Linked DNA regions of Sus scrofa: region 2 is linked to region 1. A link is a contact called in public Hi-C data. All regions are on one chromosome and are shown on one strand. Each heading gives the region's core, a stretch centred on a gene start, on an enhancer-like site or on the middle of the called end of the contact. The rest is flanking DNA. Distances are from core to core; before and after follow the strand shown.

Region 1 (4,755 bases), core at 832-3,331:
GCCAGGTTAGCGGGCAGGCCATGTGGACCAAGGGCTTTGCGGAGTTCAAAAAAGAGTGCTATGCTGTGCAAACATAGCAAATACCATCTTCAGTTTTTCTTTTCTTTTTTTTTTTTTTTGTCTTTTTGCTATTTCTTGGGCGGCTGCCGTGGCATATGAAGGTTCCCAGGCTAGGGGTCGAATCGGAGCTGTAGCCACCAGCCTACACCAGAGCCACAGCAACGTGGGATCCGAGCCTCATCTGCAACCTACACCACAGCTCACAGCAACACCAGATCCCTAACCCACTGAGCAAGGGCAGGGACCGAATCCGCAACCTCATGGTTCCTAGTCGGATTCGTTAACCACTGCGCCTCGACGGGAACTCCTCCCATCTTCAGTTTTTCTTAATGACACAAGATACATTCAGTTCACCTTCCCAAGGAGGAAGTGAAAACACCCTGAGATTTCCTTCCATTTTGGTACAGGATTTGATCTTGGGATCTTCCAAGTCAGAGAGAGGCTGCCCACCAAATCCTGGTTGGACGGCACGAAAATGACCTTTATTGGCCACCAGGGGGAGGGAACGAGCACTGGGATGGCTCCATGCAAAGGAACACACTGCAGGTTATCTGAAGGGACTCATTTCCACTTCTGAAGGACTATACATGTTGACCACTCTTCTTGGCCCTAGAAGTGTTGCCGAAGGGTGGGAAATAATTAGTGCTTTCCTTTACAAGGCTGTAAGCAGGAGGAAAGAGTCATTTGGTTAAGCGTTTCACGTTTTAGCCAAGTTTTTTCACCCTGACCTCCTCAGCCTAGACTTCTTTTTCAGCCTGTAGGAATTCATAGGGCCCTGAAGAGTTCTCCTACCTGTGACGTCCTTCTTTCCCCCCAAATAATAGGTTCTCCTGCACTCCTTTTCCCTTTTCATCTTTTGACCCTCATTCCCCTGCATCCTGTGAAGGCTTCCCACACTGATTAGCTCTTGGAAAAGGTCAAAGTGGATGGGGGGGGGCAAGAAAGATGTGGAGGTAAGACCTCTGGATCTTGCTTTCAGCTTTGCATCTTTGAAGATAATAATATTCATCTCATGGAGCAGTTTGAAAGATTAAATGAGTTACTATTTCCAATGCTCCTATAGCAGTGTTTGGTTCAAAAGACTGTAAAATGAAAATACGACGGTGGCATTGATGCACACAGTAAATAACTTATCTAAGGGCCTGGCACATACCAGTGCTTAATAAATACCAGCTCCCTTCCCACCTCATCCCCACGTGTAAGTTACATTTTGCCTAGAGTTCAAACCCCAAAGAACTTTCCTCAGGCCTAGAAGAGCTTTCCTTTAGGAAGGTGAGAAATAACACCTGGAAGTGAAAGAAAAAGAGGCTGGGGGTAGGTTATTTGCAGAGGGCTGTGCTGCCAAGAAAAGCAGAAGTGTCTTTCTGTAAGGCGTCTCCAGACCGGGAAGAAAGGTGATCAAGAGAAGGATCCCACGATAGGGGAGGAGGAGGCCGAGAGAGTCGTGTGATTCCCAGGGATCTCTGGTACCTAAGGGACAGCTCCCTGGAGACACCGGGTACGGGAAACTGAGGAAGGCCAGGAAGTGAGGGTGCACTCTACGGGCGACCCAGGTTCGGGAGAAAAGCCAGGACAGAACGGTGTAAGGAGTTGGGAAAAGAAGGGACTGTGTGTGAGAAAGGTCCTGGCGTTGGGGTCTTGAGGATGAGAATAGGGAGCGAGGGTATTTCAGCAGTAAATTGAGTACGAGGCGGGTAAGAAGGTGAGAGACACCAAGACCTGCTGAGAAAAGATGGGCTACAGAGCCGAGGGGGAACAAGGGCAGTGCGGGTGGCTTTTGTCCTAGAACACCAGGGAAGGCAGAGGGGGTAAACCTGGGGAACTGGTCACCGTGGGGGACACGGGGGGCATGTAGAACCTGGTTTTCAATGGGGAGGCACTAGGGGGCCGCAGTCTGGGACTGGCACCGGGCTCTGGGGCGCTCTTACCAGCGATTCCTCTCGCCCCTGCTCTGCCGCCCGTACCGCTGGCAACCACACTTGCGGGTCCCCTCCTCGAAGGATTAAGGAGACACCCTCCCATTGGCTGCCAAACAACCTCTAACCCCAACCCGCGCCCCTCCTAACTTGGGGTCCGCCCGGCCCTCTTATTTGCATATAGGGCTTTCCAGACCTTCGATTGGCCCCTGCGGTAGACTGACACTCCCCCCTCCCGAATCCAATTAACCGCTGGGAGAGGGAAGCGCCCGAGGTCGTCCCGGGAGACGCGGTGGACGCCGCACCGCCTGGCGCACGAGATCCGACTGCTGCTCGCTTTCAGCAGGTCCCCGCCCTCCTCGGCCCGCCTCGCCCCGCCCCGCCCCGGGTCCGCGTCCATCCCGGCCCGCACCGTCGGGCGGCCGTGCGCAGGCGCGGCGGGACATCTGGGCCGTCGCGGATCCGAAGGTCTGGCTCCGGAGCTCCTGCGGCTTATGCCACGCTGAGCTCAAAAAGCTCCCTGCTCTTCCTCTCTCTGCGGAGGGTAAATATCCAAAACCCGTAGCAGGAGGCGCCAAGCGGAGAGATCTCAGGTTGTCTGCATAAACCTCGGACAGCTAGCTTCTTTAGCAGTAGAGTGGGTATCACAAACCTATGATAAACTGCTCAGGTGACATCTTCACAGAGTGTGGGGGATCCTGGCCCCTCCACTGCACTGGCCAATAAGAGAGCGCCACCTAGGGCTCCGGGGTCTTGACTTCTCACACCTTGTCTGTCCTCAAACAGGTGGAGAATAGGAGTCTGACTGGCTTCAGACAATTACGGTTTCATTCTGTTTCCACCTGTCTAAGCCCAGAGCCCTGCCTGCAAAGGCCTGAAAGCCAGTAGAGCTGTTTCTGCCTGGGTTAATTCAGGATTGGTGAAAGATCGAACACAGGGTCGATTTGAAGTGATTTTGAGACACTCCCTTATGGATTGAGCCAAGGATTCTGGTTGCCTATGTCCATCCCTCTTCATTCTCGAAAGCTTTCCAGGTGCTTAACTTGATGACACTAAAATGTGGGTGAAAAAAAGATTGTTAGTTCCAAGATTTATGTAAGACTTGTACCATTACTCTCAACAGAGGATAGATAGCTCTTTTCCAGCTGAGGGGAGACATATAAGGAGCAGAAACAGGGCCTTCTCAGAAAGAGAAGGACTGTAGTTGGAAGGACTAAGCAAAGAGGCAAAATCCACATCTCCGATGTGAAGCTTGTTGGCGTTAGTCCAGGAATGTTTCTTAGAGCATGTAAGCTTTTAGAAAATTCATTGGCAATATTGTGTCCAGTGAATATGCTTAGGACCTCATGCCATGCTCTGTTTGGATATTAAGAAAATGACAGGGGAAGGGACCCCCCCCCCCAAAAAAAACCATTTAGGGTAGTTTTTAACTTTTTTTTTCTATTTTGTTTATTTTTTATTTCTATTTTTTCTACTTTTTTAATTTTTCCATTATAGTTGGTTTACAGTGTTCTGTGAGGTTTTTTACTTTTTTTTTTTTTTTTCTGTTTTGCCATTTCTTGAGCCGCTCCCGCGGCATATGGAGGTTCCCAGGCTAGGGGTCTAATCGGAGCTGTAGCTGCCGGCCTACGCCAGAGCCACAGCAACACGGGATCCGAGCCGCGTCTGCAACCTACACCACAGCTCACAGCAACGCCGGATCCTTAACCCACTGAGCAAGGCCAGGGATCGAACCTGCAACCTCATGGTTCCTAGTCGGATTCGTTAACCACTGCGCCACGACGGGAACTCCGTTTTTTACTTTAAAGTGAAAACATTTGAGCTACGGCAGATGCAGAAAGAAATCTTATCAGAACGTCCCTTATCCAAATAAAGCAGAGGTAACAAGAATCAGCAGTCACAGTCCTGCAAGCCTCCACCCTCCCCACCACCCCCGACTTTACAGGGAGATCTCCAGTCAGGGAGGCACCATCCTTGGATGCATGGACATTCCAAAAAAAAAATTGTGTGAACAAGTCTCATCAGAGCCTTCCATCCTTTGCAGCCCTCACCACCCCCCTTATTAAACTGATGTACAAACCTTAATCCCTAGCTATGGGGGGAGTTACTACTGAGTGCTCCCAAAGGCATAGAAACTTTGTTACCTTTCAGATACGAACTGGTAGAGGAACCTTTTTCCTCTCAACCCAGGGCATTGCTGCTTTACCTGCTGAGCTGCCCAGGCAGGAGGCAAGAGGCAAAGGCATGGCTTAACCCCAAGCTGTCACTGAAAGCCTGCTACATGCTGCTTAAATTCACACTGGAGGGCCCGAAGTGGAACTAGCAGCCCATCTGCTGCTCTTCCAGAAACCTCTCCGCCATCCTGCCCTCTTCCCTCTACCCTCTTCCTTCCAGGTGGCCCTAGGCCATCTTGCCCCTCCCCCATTCAGGGCCTTGGGGGCCCAGGTGACCATCATCAACTGGCCACCCAGCAGATGCTTCCCTCAGACCAACTGTCCCAGCTCCGGTCCCCTCCCCCATCCCGCCTCTGTCTTTCCCCAGTGTCCTACCAATCTGCTCTGCCAAGCTCACGCTTTGGTCTCAGGTCCCTCTGGAGTGATATTGTAATGGAAATGAGGGAGACGATGCAGGAGGGAGCGGCAAAGATTTACAGCTTCCAGAGGGTTTCCATTAAAATCCCTGACAACGGGTTATTTATGAGAGGGTTGGCTGCAGCGGGAGCTAATAGGCCAGAGCCTGGCACTGCTGTCCTTTCAGGGGTGATGACAGGAACAAACAC
Region 2 (4,755 bases), core at 1,533-4,032, 56 kb after region 1:
GGTCACAGACATGACTCTGATCTCATGTTGCTGTGGCTGTGGTGTAGACTGGCAGCTGCAGCTCCGATTCAACCCCTAACCTGATAACTTCCATATGCTGCAGGTGCAGCCCTAAAAAGCAAATAATAATAATAATAAATTAAAATAATTTAAAAACTCCATCCAGTTTCTTCTGTGCATAGGTAAGTTTAAAATAAAAAGTTTAATTATCTATATATGTGTGCAAAGCTGCCTGCTTTGACCTTGAATTAAGCATCCTTCTCTAAATCTTCCCCAGAGAATCCATCCCCAGTAGGGAGACTGAATTCTGGGCCTTGGTGCTGTTCCTTCAGTGCAAGCCTGCGGTGGGGGCACAGGGAGCTCCCGACCCGGGGCGTCTTCCTGCACCTCTTTCCACGGAAGCTGCTGCACTGGTTGGGCCTGGACAAACATCAGGCCATTTTCCCCAGGTCAACATTTCACATCTGTTGTCAGAGGCTAGTCCATCCCACAACATCTGCTCCCTGGGATGTTTCGCTCTGCCCTGAGAAGAGTCCCTCTGCAAGCCCCCCAGGGCTGAGGTGCTTTCTCCACCTCACTGCTCCCTGCTGTTTGTCCTCTTTAAAACCTCTAGCCTTTGCCTGAGGCAAGAATCTCTCTCAAATTGCAAGGAGAAGCCCCCTCCATCTGGAGGACTTCCCTGATTGCTAACACACAGGTGCCTGGTACAGGCTGGTGGCTTCATGGTGAATTCGATGGTCCCTGCCTACTCTTCGGCCGGCACAGTCTAGTCTCCGCGGGTCCCCTCTGTGCTTTTCTAATGAAATGGTCCCTCTTTCAGGGGTCCGCCAGCATCTGCCATGGGCCCAGAATGCGTTCAGAACAAATGTCCAGCTTGCCACACTGTGCTTCCTGAACTGCTGCTTCCTGCTGGTGGCCTGTGGGAGTCCTGGGGTCACACCTATATTTGAACAGCATCTCCAAACAGAGAAGAGAAAACTGGGCTAAAATGTGACAAAATATGCTGCATGGAGTAACTAGAAAGTCTTTCCAGTATTTGTGTTTTGCTCCCCACCTCTGGCTGGAAAAGGCATTTTCCAACTGCATTTCTTTTTTTTTCTATTTTTAAAATTTTTTTTTTTTTCATCAGCTGCACCAGTGGCATATGAAGTTCCTGGGCTTGGGGTCAAATCAGAGCTGCAGCTGAGGGCTATACCACAGCCACAGAACACAGGGATTGGAACCACATCAGCAACCTACACCGCAGCTTGCAGCGATGCTAACTGCTTAACTCACTGAGCGAGGCCAGGGATTGAACCTGCATCCTCATGGGGACAGCACTGGATCCTTAACCCTCTGAGCCACAACGGGAACTCCCAATTGCTTTTCTTTTGATTGATGCCTGGCTTGTTCCTCTAATAAGCTCCCAAGAACTGGGACCGACTCTGTTCTCTGTTCTTGCCCCTTGGTGCAAATCTCTGACCTTGGGAGTCATCACTTGCTACATTAAATCCAACACATACTGAGTATTTACTATCGGGAAGTGCTATTATCATCCTCTTTCAGAGAAGAGGGAGCCAGAGTTCCCATTATGGCGCAGCAGTAGTGAACCTGACTAGTATCCATGAGGATGAAGATTCGATCCCTTGCCTTGCTCAGTGGGTTAAGGGTCCAGCATTGCCGTGGGCTGTGGAGTAGGTCAAAGACGAGGCTCAGATCTGGCATTGCTGTGGCTGTGGTGGAGGCCAGCAGCTGCAGCTCCTGTGTGACACCCTAGCCTGGGAACCTCCACATGCCACGGGTGCAGCCCTATAAAGCAAAAAAAAAAAAAAAAAAAAAAAAAGAAGAAAGGAAGAAAGAAAAGGGATCCAAGAACGAGGACTTCATGAGGGCTGCACAGCCACAGGAGGCCACGCCGGACTGAGGTGTAGCCTTGTAACACTGAATCCTGCTGGGGGGTGCGGGGGAGGGATGGGTGTGGTGGGTAAGGCCAACTTCCTCTCACCCAGCCATTCTGTCCTCTCCTGCAATAAAGTTCACAATCCAGGAAATTCCCTGCAAGTGACAATGACTCCGAAGCTTTCCCGAAGATAAGAACTGCAGGGCCAAGGTCTGCCTTACCACTTGCCATGCCCTCGGCTGACACGCTTTGTTTGTCAGTAGCCAGGCTTGCCTGCCACTTCAAGTGAGGACAAATCCTCCTAAAGAGGCCCTGGTGACCACCAGGCCCAGATCCAGGCCCATCGCCCATTATCAGGGACCCATCCCTGCCACCCCACCCAACCCTCTTACTTTCCTTTCTAACCCTCTCTTCCTTCCGGGAGTTTTCACAGCTCGGCTCTCACTCAGCCAAGGAGAAGCAACTCTTTTTTTGTGTGCTTTTTAGGGCTGCACCGGCAGCACATGGAGGTTCCCAGGCTAGGGGTCCAATCGGAGCTACAGCTGCCAGCCTGCACCTCAGCCACAGCCATGCCTGATCTGAGCCTCGTCTGCAACCTACACTACTGCTCATGGCAACGCCGGATCCTTAACTCACTGAGCGAGGCCAGAGATCGGACCCACAACCTCGTGGTTCCAAGTCGGATTTGTTTCCGCTGTGCCACAACGGGGACTCTGAGAAGCAATTCTTAATGTTATCAGTAGGGAGACTTAGGTAGGGGCTCAGGAGAAATTTCCTCAGGTCCAGGAAACAGCTTAAGTGGGCATCTTGGCAATGCAGGCGCTCCATCTCCTGGTTGTAAACCCAGATGGTGCCAAACAGAGCCTCTGTTTATCAGTTGTCATGGAGTCAGGAAGCCACACAGACCCGCCCATCACCAGGGCATTTCCAGGCCCTGCCTCCAGAAAAGGCCGCTCCTGGGTTGAAATCCACTCTTGGAAAGACATTGAGAAGGAACTTTTACAACTTACAATTCATGGCCTTTGTTGTTAGGAAATTCTTTCTATAGAATTCTAAAATTCAGTCCCTTTTAAAACGTCTAATTCAGGGAGTTCCCTTCGTGGCTCAATGATTACCGAACCTGACTAGGATCCATGAGGATGCAGGTTCAATCCCTGGCCTTGTTCAGTGGGTTAAGGATCCAGCATTGTCATGAGCTGTGGAGTAGGTCACGGACAAGGCTCAGATCTGGCCTTGCTGTGGCTGTGGTGTAAGGCCAGTGGCTACAGCTCCAATTTGACCCCTAGCCTGGGAACCTCCATATGCCGTGGGTTCAGTCCTAAAAAGACACACAAATAAATTTTTTAAAAAATTGAATGTCTAATTCATCCTGAACCACAGAACTGTTTTTGTTGTCCCCCATCTGCTATACAATATCTGTTTTTAATTTGAATAAAACAAATGAATAAAATAATGGGCATCAAATGTTTGTATGGTAAGCATTGTGTTAAGCACTTTGTGCTTGGTCATTTTAATTCCCACAAGAAGCCACTAGTCATTACTATATGAACAGTTAATGATTAAAGTATCATTAATATAGCCATTCAGCAGATGGGACACCAAGACTTAGGTTGAGTAAATTACCCAACATCGTAGAATAACAGAGAAGGATTGGAATTCAGGGAGTCCAATTTCAGGGCCCATGTGCTTGATTAATTATGAATGCTCTGGAATTCCCATCATGGTGCAGCGGAAATGAATCCGACTCGGAACCACGAGGTTGCGGGTTCGATCCCTGGCCTCACTCAGTGAGTTAAGGATCCGGCGTTGCCATGAGCCAAAGTGCAGGTTGCAGACGCGGCTTGGATCTGGCATTGCTGTGGCTCTGGCGTAGGTCACAGCTGTAGCTCCAATTCGACCCCTAGCCTGGGAACCTCCATGGGCCTCGGGTGCAACCCTAAAAAGACAAAAAAAAAAAAAAAAAAAAATTATGAATGCTCTGCTCAATGGTAACAAACCCAACTAGTGTTCATGAGGGTGCAGTTCTGATCCCTGGCCCTGCTCAGTGGGTTAAAGAGCAGCATTGTTGTGAGCTTTGGCATAGGTTGCAGACAAGGCTTGGATCCCGTGTAGCTATGTCTATGGTGCAGGCCGGCAGCTGCAGCTCCAATTTGACCCCCTAGCCTGGGAACTTCCATATGCCGTGAGTTGGGCCCTAAAAAGAAAAATATATATACATTAATGCTCTGCATCTCCCTACAGTTTTTCTTTGTCCAAATAGGAACCTTCCACCTCTGCACACCTGTCTGTGTTATTTCCTCTTGTGTCAGGCAACCCAGCAATGGTCCCAAAGACCCTGAATAGATTCACATTAGGGACCAGAGCCATGGAAGCTTTCCTTCCTGTGGCCTAATTCAATCTCTGATCATGTCTACACCAGTCTTTCTCCCTGTACAGCCCTGTCTTGCTAATATCCTTCTCAACAAAGTGGTTCCTGACTCTACCTGGAGGACTGTGTTAGCCATTCAGGAAAGCTCTCACAGACCAGTGGCCTTGGTCACAGGGGAAAAGAAACCCCTATTTGCAAAGCAGCCGTATTTGGTCATCAAAAACCACTTCAACAAAATGCCTTGGAGTTCCTGTAGTGGCTCAGCGGTAGTGAAACTGACTAGTATCCATGAGGACATGGGTTCGACCCCTGGTCTCACTCAGTGGGTTAAGGATCTGCCGTTGTCGTGAGCTACGGTGTAGGTGGCAGACGTGGCTCAAATCCCACGTTGCTGTGGCTGTGGCTCTGGCTGTAGCATAAGTGGGCAGGTGCAGATCTGATTCAACCCCTAGCCTGAGAACTTCCATATGCCACAGATGTGGCCTAAAAAGACTGGGGGGAAAAAAAA

Evidence for each region. A called contact is a pair of places that touch in the nucleus more often than the background predicts.
Region 2: a contact with region 1 is called in a Hi-C map of retroperitoneal adipose tissue, with 2.5 times the contacts expected there. The contact joins the enhancer-like site here to the promoter of TTLL6 in region 1. A contact is called at or near these places in 3 of 5 promoter capture datasets (fetal liver, fetal skeletal muscle and liver), 35 of 47 Hi-C or Micro-C datasets (adipose tissue, alveolar macrophages, blood and 18 more) and 2 of 2 datasets of contacts at active chromatin or transcription factors (alveolar macrophages and skeletal muscle).

Annotation. Positions count from the first base shown.
Region 1 is chr12:25,031,428-25,036,182 of Sscrofa11.1, forward strand. It overlaps TTLL6 (tubulin polyglutamylase TTLL6), which reads right to left and starts at 2,082. Exons shown (of 15, transcript XM_013980116.2): 1 at 1,989-2,082. The coding sequence starts at 2,082.
Region 2 is chr12:25,087,104-25,091,858 of Sscrofa11.1, forward strand. No RefSeq gene overlaps it. Among named protein-coding and RNA genes, the nearest start is that of ATP5G1, 21 kb to the right of the region's middle. Within about 2 kb of position 2,783, at least 15 of the 83 cell types and tissues checked have an H3K27ac peak or open chromatin away from gene starts, as enhancers often do. A contact at or near this core is called in adipose tissue, alveolar macrophages, omental adipose tissue and 2 more, where this site is marked.